2 separate regions of the Oryctolagus cuniculus genome follow, and region 1 is linked to region 2. The links are chromatin contacts, called in public Micro-C maps. All regions are on one chromosome and are shown on one strand. Each heading gives the region's core, a stretch centred on a gene start, on an enhancer-like site or on the middle of the called end of the contact. The rest is flanking DNA. Distances are from core to core; before and after follow the strand shown. Region 1 holds the start of VPS45 (vacuolar protein sorting 45 homolog). Region 2 holds the start of PRPF3 (pre-mRNA processing factor 3).

The links. A called contact is a pair of places that touch in the nucleus more often than the background predicts.
Region 1: a contact with region 2 is called in a Micro-C map of ear pinna, with 3 times the contacts expected there. The contact joins the promoter of VPS45 here to the promoter of PRPF3 in region 2. A contact is called at or near these places in 4 of 6 Hi-C or Micro-C datasets (ear pinna, embryonic fibroblasts, skin fibroblasts and 1 more).

The regions. Positions count from the first base shown.
Region 1 is chr7:47,892,745-47,896,762 of mOryCun1.1, reverse strand. It overlaps VPS45 (vacuolar protein sorting 45 homolog), which reads left to right and starts at 2,443. Exons shown (of 15, transcript XM_051858711.2): 1 at 2,443-2,652; 2 at 3,269-3,403. The coding sequence starts at 2,560.
Region 2 is chr7:47,655,587-47,659,390 of mOryCun1.1, reverse strand. It overlaps PRPF3 (pre-mRNA processing factor 3), which reads left to right and starts at 1,947. Exons shown (of 16, transcript XM_051857310.2): 1 at 1,947-2,086.

The sequences.
Region 1 (4,018 bases), core at 1,194-3,693, 240 kb before region 2:
ATTCTTATTGTTTTACTTTTCCCCCTATACTTGGTATTGTCAGATATTTTGCGTTTTACTAAGCTGGTAGATATGAAATATGGGACTTGACTTTGCACTTTTCAGGTCATCACTGACCATCTTGTCACACATTTACTAGTCACCGGTTTCATCGTCAGTGAATTATCTTATTTAATTTTTTGCCCCAAAAATATTTCTTTCTCTGCACAACTGGTCTTTTCTACCTGTGTGGGCTAAGAACATCTTTTAAACAAAAACACATTCTATTTTATACTCCATTTCAGAGTAGCTTACAAAACCACACGGTCCACAGTGGAAAAGCTGCTAACCCATCCTATGGTCTTGAACGAGTTAAAACGTGGAAGGGAAATTATATTCATGAGCCAAAGTCAATGGAACCAAAATTTTACTCTGACTAGATCATTTCACCCTCAGGAATACGAAGATCGTATTGAACCAACTTCAGTTATTTGGCTCTCTGAGTACATTACCAGTGGTCTCCGTGGACAGGAATGGTTTCTTGTTTGTAGGGCAGTTCTCATACAGAAATCCAGCTTCTTTGGTCAATTCAAAATGCTACAAATGGCAAGCTTAATCTGTAATCAAAATTATTAACTCAGAACCATTGCTGTGAGAACACTGTACAGAATTCAATAGCTGGTTGGTAGCCATGATACAAGCACGGTATATTTTATTATAGCTATACTGAAACTTATTTACTCATGCTTTGTTTTGTCTTGAAACCTTGAGTTCTGATGGAGGAAAACAGGACTTTAACATTGGGAGTTAAATCTCGAAATAATAAACACTTTGGAAGATGCTAATGTATATATAATTACTTGGATAATCATTCGTGATTATTTAATTTACATACATACTTACAAGTCTAAGAAACAAATGTAAAAACCGTATTTCCTAACTCCCTCTTATTCTCCCTCTTCCCTGCCCTACCTCTACCTCTCTCCCTAGCCCTACCTCAACCTTTCAAATAAATAAATCTTAAGAAAAAACCTTATAACTGTCAAAGCATAAATAACCAAAAGGAAGGATGCAGTTTCTTTCCATTTATTACTTATAAATTAACTACTGTCCATAAAAGAATACGTTTCATGGATCAGCATTTTTCTCCTTATTCTTTCTTAGAAAATGGGAAAAAAATTATGGCAAACTACATTGTAGTTCGAATTGTGGGTAAGGAAAACAAAAATCAAGTGACATGTGAGACTGGAGGTGAATTTTCAAATCTTGGTATTTTACAGGATTTGCATATGACTTTCTCTATTAGCATTGTTTCAATGTTTTCTATAACATGAATGCTTTACATTGATTAGAATTTTCAAATAACAAAGTTTTCTTGTTTGTATGCACTCAAAGATACACTTTTCACTTTAAGGTATAATTTTTCTTCAAAAGTAAGTGTTAGACAAACTGAAAAGGACAAAAAAAATCACATTCTTTGCGATTTCAGAGGTGACAAAAATCTCTGGTATTTCAAATGGCTTCAAAAGGACCTGGGAGCTGCATATAATGTTGTGTATTTTTGCCAGATTAAGATAAAGGTGCTGTTTTGACTGTACATGACTTAAAATATAATAATTTATTGGATAAAGCTGAACCTACCGATTAAGCTGATCCCACAAACGATGTTCACTATTTTGGTGGAAATACTTGCAGGCTCTTAGAGTCACTGATCTCTAGAATTGTTCTTTGTTATCTTCTTGATTTTACAACCCCCCAAAATAAAAGTGTGAAGAAATGACATCATGGAGACCTGTGTGTTGCAAGCACAAATGCCGTCATTCTGAAACTGGTGATCTCAAGATTACTTTTGTTGCTAGATTTTTGTCAAGTTTCTATAACAGAAATGTGTGGGTCTCCCTTAAAATCTCCAGGCTAGTTTGTTTTAATTGCATGGGATCCGTACAGCGGGCTCCTGCCTGCAGCGTCAGTGCCGCGGGTGCCCCACAGTCTGGCCCGGAGGGCGCTGGCGCCCCAACACAGGGGAGCTGTCTCCGCCTTAAAGATCCCATGAAGCCGAAGAAGATGAGGCAAATACTGCGTGCGATGTATCAAAGCGGTCCCGAGCGGCCAGGAGCATTTCGCCACCTTTCCTGCCCTTCATCCCTCACTGGCCTTTCCCACCCCACGCCCGACCAAAGTAAAGGGGAGCAAAGAGTGTGACCACGGCCACGCGCCGTCGTCCCTGCCCCAGGCCAGCACGGAGGGTTTCTGGCCGCCGCCAGGCCGCCGAGACCAAAGGCTGGGAGAAGGCTGAGCGCAGGCCTCGGACGTCCCGGCGGCGATGGGCGCACGGCCACGCCCGCCGCGGCGCACGGCCAGTCCCGGCGGCCGACTTCTCCAACCCGCGGCGAGGCCGGGTCTCCCGCTCACGCCGGACTCCGCGGCGGAACTACAACTCCCGGCACCGACGCTGCCCGGAGTGCCGGAAGCCGGAGCGCGGCCGGGAGGAAGCGGCTGAGACCCAGCCAACAGGCCAGGGGTTAAGTTAGCAAGAAAAAGGGGGCGGGAAGGGCTCGAGGGCACCTGTCACTCGCCACCATGAACGTGGTTTTTGCGGTGAAGCAGTACATTTCCAAAATGATCGAGGACAGCGGGCCCGGGATGAAAGTGCTCCTCATGGATAAAGAGACGGTGAGTTTGCTTTTGCTCCGGGTTCGTGCGGGAAGCCTCCCTCCCTGCCTCCCTTACAGTGGCTGGTCCATGCCACTGTAGCATGTACTAGTCCATTAAAGGTTTGCAAACGCAGGTCAGCTTTGTGTGGGACTGAAAAGTTGTATAAAGCTTGCCCGGTGAGTTTTCAGTCTCCATGGCGCTCACCACTCCCCGGAGACGACTTCTTGGGCGCAGCACAATGTCTCTGCTAAGAAATCATTACTAGGCGAGACAGCCCTTGGCAGACTGCGGGGTGGTCGCGTTCCTTCAGCTCAGTGTTGTGTTATTAAAGTGAAGCTGCCAGGGCTCAAGCTGACGTGACAGGTTATTTGTTGGTCACACACTGTGGAAAGAAACAGCTCTTTCAGGTGATGGAGAATTTATTTTGAGAAATTTACGAATTGCTCATATTCACAGAGCGCCCTTTTTTTTTTTTTTTACTTTGATACATTACTTCCTGTTTTGCAGGTACAGTAAAGGTTATTTCGTGTTTTAGAGTTTCATTTAGCCAGCTGGTATTAATGAAAAGGCTTCGCGATGGCCGTTTGTTTTTAGTATTCTGGACTGGCGTAATCTTCATTCATTTTCTTCACAGACTGGTATAGTGAGTATGGTATACACTCAGTCCGAGATTCTTCAGAAGGAAGTGTACCTCTTTGAACGCATTGATTCTCAGAATCGAGAGATCATGAAGCACTTGAAGGCGATTTGTTTTCTTCGACCTACAAAGGTACTACATATACTGAACTGCCATCTGCCCAGGCACATGCAGGACACTCGGATCTGAAAGCACTAAAAGGCCAAATAAATGTGTCTGATCATCATTTGTGGCATCATAATTATCAGTTTTAACCTTTATTCTTTTCTTTTCCGTGTCTCATTTTACCCCTGTCAGCCAGTTCTTTCTTCAGGATGTCTTTTGGGTTCACAGCTACTCCCAACACCACTACCTACTCTGACAAGCACATCACTTTATGCCTGTCACTGAACGTTATTCCCACCTTATCTTACGTACAGCCATCACAGTATTGGAACTTCACCATTTATTCACATCTGTGCCCAGGAATCCGTAGTGGCTCATTTTTAACTTAAATGATTAAAGCTCTGTTTAGGGGCCGGCGCCATGGCTCACTTGGTTAATCCTCCGCTTGCGCGCCAGCATCCCATATGGGCGCCGGGTTCTAGTCCCTGTTGCTCCTCTTCCACTCCAGCTCTCTGCTGTGGCCCGGGAAAGCAGTGGAGGATGGCCCAAGTGTTTGGGACCTGCACCCACATGGGAGACAAGGAGGAAGCACCTGGCTCCTGGCTTCGGATTGGTGTAGTTCCAGCCGTAGCGGCCATTTGG
Region 2 (3,804 bases), core at 698-3,197:
TATGTGGACAATTAGATAAACTACTATGCATCAGATCTTATAAATACTATGTTTTTAGCGGTATGCCTCTGTGGGCAGCTTTAAGAGCATTACCTTCATTTACCCTTGTCCTTTCAGCAGCCCTATGAGGTCAATTTTTTTTTTTTTTTTGATAACAGATCCCATTTTATAGATGAGGAAATATTAAGTCCCCTAATGTCTCACAACCATTGAGTAGATTTGGACTACAAATCCAGGTGGATTTTAAAGTCTGTTCTCTTAATCACTGTGGGGAATCCCACAGGAGTCCCAAAAATCACAGATCACCGCTTACCCATTGATCAAAAGGAGGTGGACCATGGAGAAATCCACTGGTAACCCCTAAAAAGAGTTATGGTTATAGCTCACTGCTGTCCACAAAGAAGTAAAAGCAAGAAATAAAAATGGAGTTACTTATGCTAAGCCAGAAAATGATGACATCACTTATGTCAAGCTCAGGGCTTGCCAGAAAGATGCTCCTCATCAGACTGAACAGACATCCCTGGGCAGCCTGATAACGTGTGCTACGGACGATAACCTCAAGTTTCCTTCCTACTCACATTGTGAGTGACCGCACCCAAGGAATACTCCAGATACGCCCTGTCCCAAACAACGGATGGGTGGCACCCCGGGAAACTCCAAGAGGGAGCACAACTGATTGGTGACACCCGGACCCCTACTGGAGACTCCCCCTTCAGAGTGGCAAGGATAAAGGAGAGCCTTTTCCACCGCTCTCGAGGATCATGGCCCGATGTGTGTGAACCTCTGGATCTCCACACATCTGGAGCTGAAGAGCCAGCTTGCTAGCACCCTTGCTAAGTGACGCAAGGCGATTACGGGACCAAACTCCAGCGGAGCCGCTGCCTGGCCGCCTCACCCGGACCCGTTATTGGCTGCTGCCAGACCAACACCAGACCTCTCAGCAGGGGACCTCTCCAACTCCTTGCCTTGCCCTCTGAACCTACTGCCCAGAGTGACAGCCATCCCCAAACTTCCTGCCTGTAACTGACTGTCCTGAGATCCATCTCTCCGAGTGGTAACGAAGACTTTGAACTCTGGACTTTGGACTTTGACTTTTGGTGACCGTGATACGACCCTTGAGGACGCAGCACTTATAATGATATTAGCCGTGTGTAATATGAAGGCATGTGCCTTGACCCTGTGATTAAGAATAATGTTATGTGCTTATATTATTATAGTTGGATTGCCTTTGAGACTGCTAGGTGTGTGTTATGATCTGTGGAGTACTGAATATAACAATGTAGATTGGTATGCAGAGTGGTCAAGCCCTAGTGTGAAATTGTGTGGGCAATAAAAACCTTTCATTGGAAAGACAATCTTGTGTCCATGTGTTCCTTCCTCCCTGTGCTCCGACACCTCGCCCTTAAGCCCTGTCGAGCTGCGTGACAGCAGGCATTCGCGACAATCACTAAAGCAATACTCTCAAGTGGCCAGCACACATTAGTAGGCAGTTGATAAAGATTTGTTCCGTCAATGAATGAATCTAACAATAAAAAGGTATTAGAAGCTACTTGCTTGAGTCTTCCTACCCTTGTCTTGTTCCTGAATGACCTCCGGTCCCACTGTTAACTTAGAAAAGGCTGGGGGGCGACTAAAGCTGATGATCAGGACTCCGAGAGGGTTTACTTTCTACCAGAAAGGCCACGTTTCAGCACGCACAAACAAGTCCTCCTTTTAGTCCTGTAACTTTAGAGCGTTTATCCGCCACACGAAGAAAACTAAAAATTGTTTTGTTTGCGTTTTTTTTTAAACTGAAAACCACCTAAAGTTACGCCAACTTCGTAATCTTTTTTCCCTGTAGAAACCGAAGGCCAGCAGCAACTTGGACGGGGAAACCTTAGGGCTGTGCCACGCATGCGCTCCGCTGTCGCCAGAGCGGCAACTGCGGCTGCGCAAATCGACGGCCCGCCCCCTCCCTGGTCACGTGTCAGGGGACCGCAGCGTGGCGGCGGCCGTGGCGGTAGCGACGGCAGGCCGTAGGGCGGTCAGAAGGTTTCCGGTTCCGGTGTAACGTTCGGGCTCCGTCTCAGGGGCTGAAGTTTGTGAGGTGAGTAGTGGCCCCGGGCCCGGGGAGGGTGTCTTCCCGTCGGAGCGGCTGGGGCCGGGGCTGAGTCCGAGGGGAGGAACAGGGTGAAGGGTCCAGCGGGAAGGATGCTGAGAGAAGCACACGGTTCGGGAGAGAACGGATTGGAATGAGATTGTTGAGAGGAAAAGGGCGGGGGCGGGACGGGGACAGGCTGGGGAGAGCAGCTCTGGGGTGAGGAGTTTGGACAGAACAAGGTGAGGGAGGAGGCCGGTGAGAGAGAGAGCGAGAGTAAAAACAGGAGGAGGGGGGCTCCTGGGAGCACTCGGGTTGCAGCAAAGGAGAGCGTAGAGTAGGGAATCCTTTAAGAAGATTGGATTCTGCTGCCTGCTCATTGAGCAGTCATTCTGCCTGCCTCCCTTTCTGCACGCCAGCTCTCCCCGCCCCCACTCCCACCAGCCGTTATTATGGAGCATTGGGTCAGTAGCAAAGGCTGCTGTTGGAAACTTTTTTTTTTTTTTTAACATCTCAGAGGGAATTAGGTTGAACTTGAATACACTTTTGTTAGTACAGCGCTTGGGCACACATTTCATCTGAAAATAAAGATTCTTCCGTTTATTGCTTTGGTTTTCAAATTGCTTACTCTTTCTGGCCTGTGATGGAGTTTTCGTGGAATGTAGGCCCTTGTTACAGCCAGGGTGATTGTATTTTGTTCTCTGCTGTTTGTATCAGCACCTTCTACATTGCTTGACACTTAGTATTTGAGTAAACAGGGGCTTATGGGAATTAATTTGCCCAAGGGCTTGTGAATGATGGGATTAGCTTGGGAGTAGGGGTCTGTACCATTTATTGACCATCTGTTAGGCACTGTGAAGAACATTAGAAATAAAATCTTTGTGCTCCTGAGGAATTTGGAGAGTTAGGGATTAGATTAAAATATAGACATGATTAATGGTGACATTTTATACTAACTTGCATTGAATACAAAGATTTGTGTGGGAGAGTCCTTTATAATACTATTTTCTGTGATGAATTAAAAAGTAGGGTACAGGTAAAAAGGGATTGAGAAGAGAACATCTAAAGTGAGGGCATTTTTTTTTCCCAAGCTGAGAGAGTACTTTCATCACGACTTCTCACAGAGATCCTGTAGAATGCAATGGAGAATTTGCACTGTGCTGTCCTGCAGTAGCTTAAGCTGCCGCTTGAGACATGTGTGTGCCATACTGGAGTGCCTGTGTTTGAGTCTCGCCCCTGCTTCCAGTCCACCTTGCTGTTGCGTATCTTGGGAGGCAGTAGATGATGGCTCAAGTACTTGGGTCTTTGAGACCCGTGTGGGCACCTTGGATAGAGCTCCTGGCCCCTGGCTTTGGTGTGGTCCAGTCCTGACTATTGTGGGCATTTGGAGAATGGACTCAAGTGCATGGTAGGGGTCCAAGTACTCAAGCCATCACCTGCAACCTACCAAAATGTGCAGTTATCAGGAAGCTGGAATGAAGAGTGGAGCCAGGACTCAAACCCAGGCATTCCAAGCTGGTCTTGTCTTTTTCTTTCTTTCTTTAGAGATTCATTTATTTATTTGAAAGGCAGACTGACAGAAAGATCTTCTGAATCCACTCGTTCACTCCCTAAATGTCACAAAAGCAGGGGCTGGGGCTGGGCCACCACTGAATCCAGGAGCCAAGAACTTCATCCAGGTCTCTCATGTGGGTGGCAAGAACTCAAGCACTTGAGCCATCATCTGC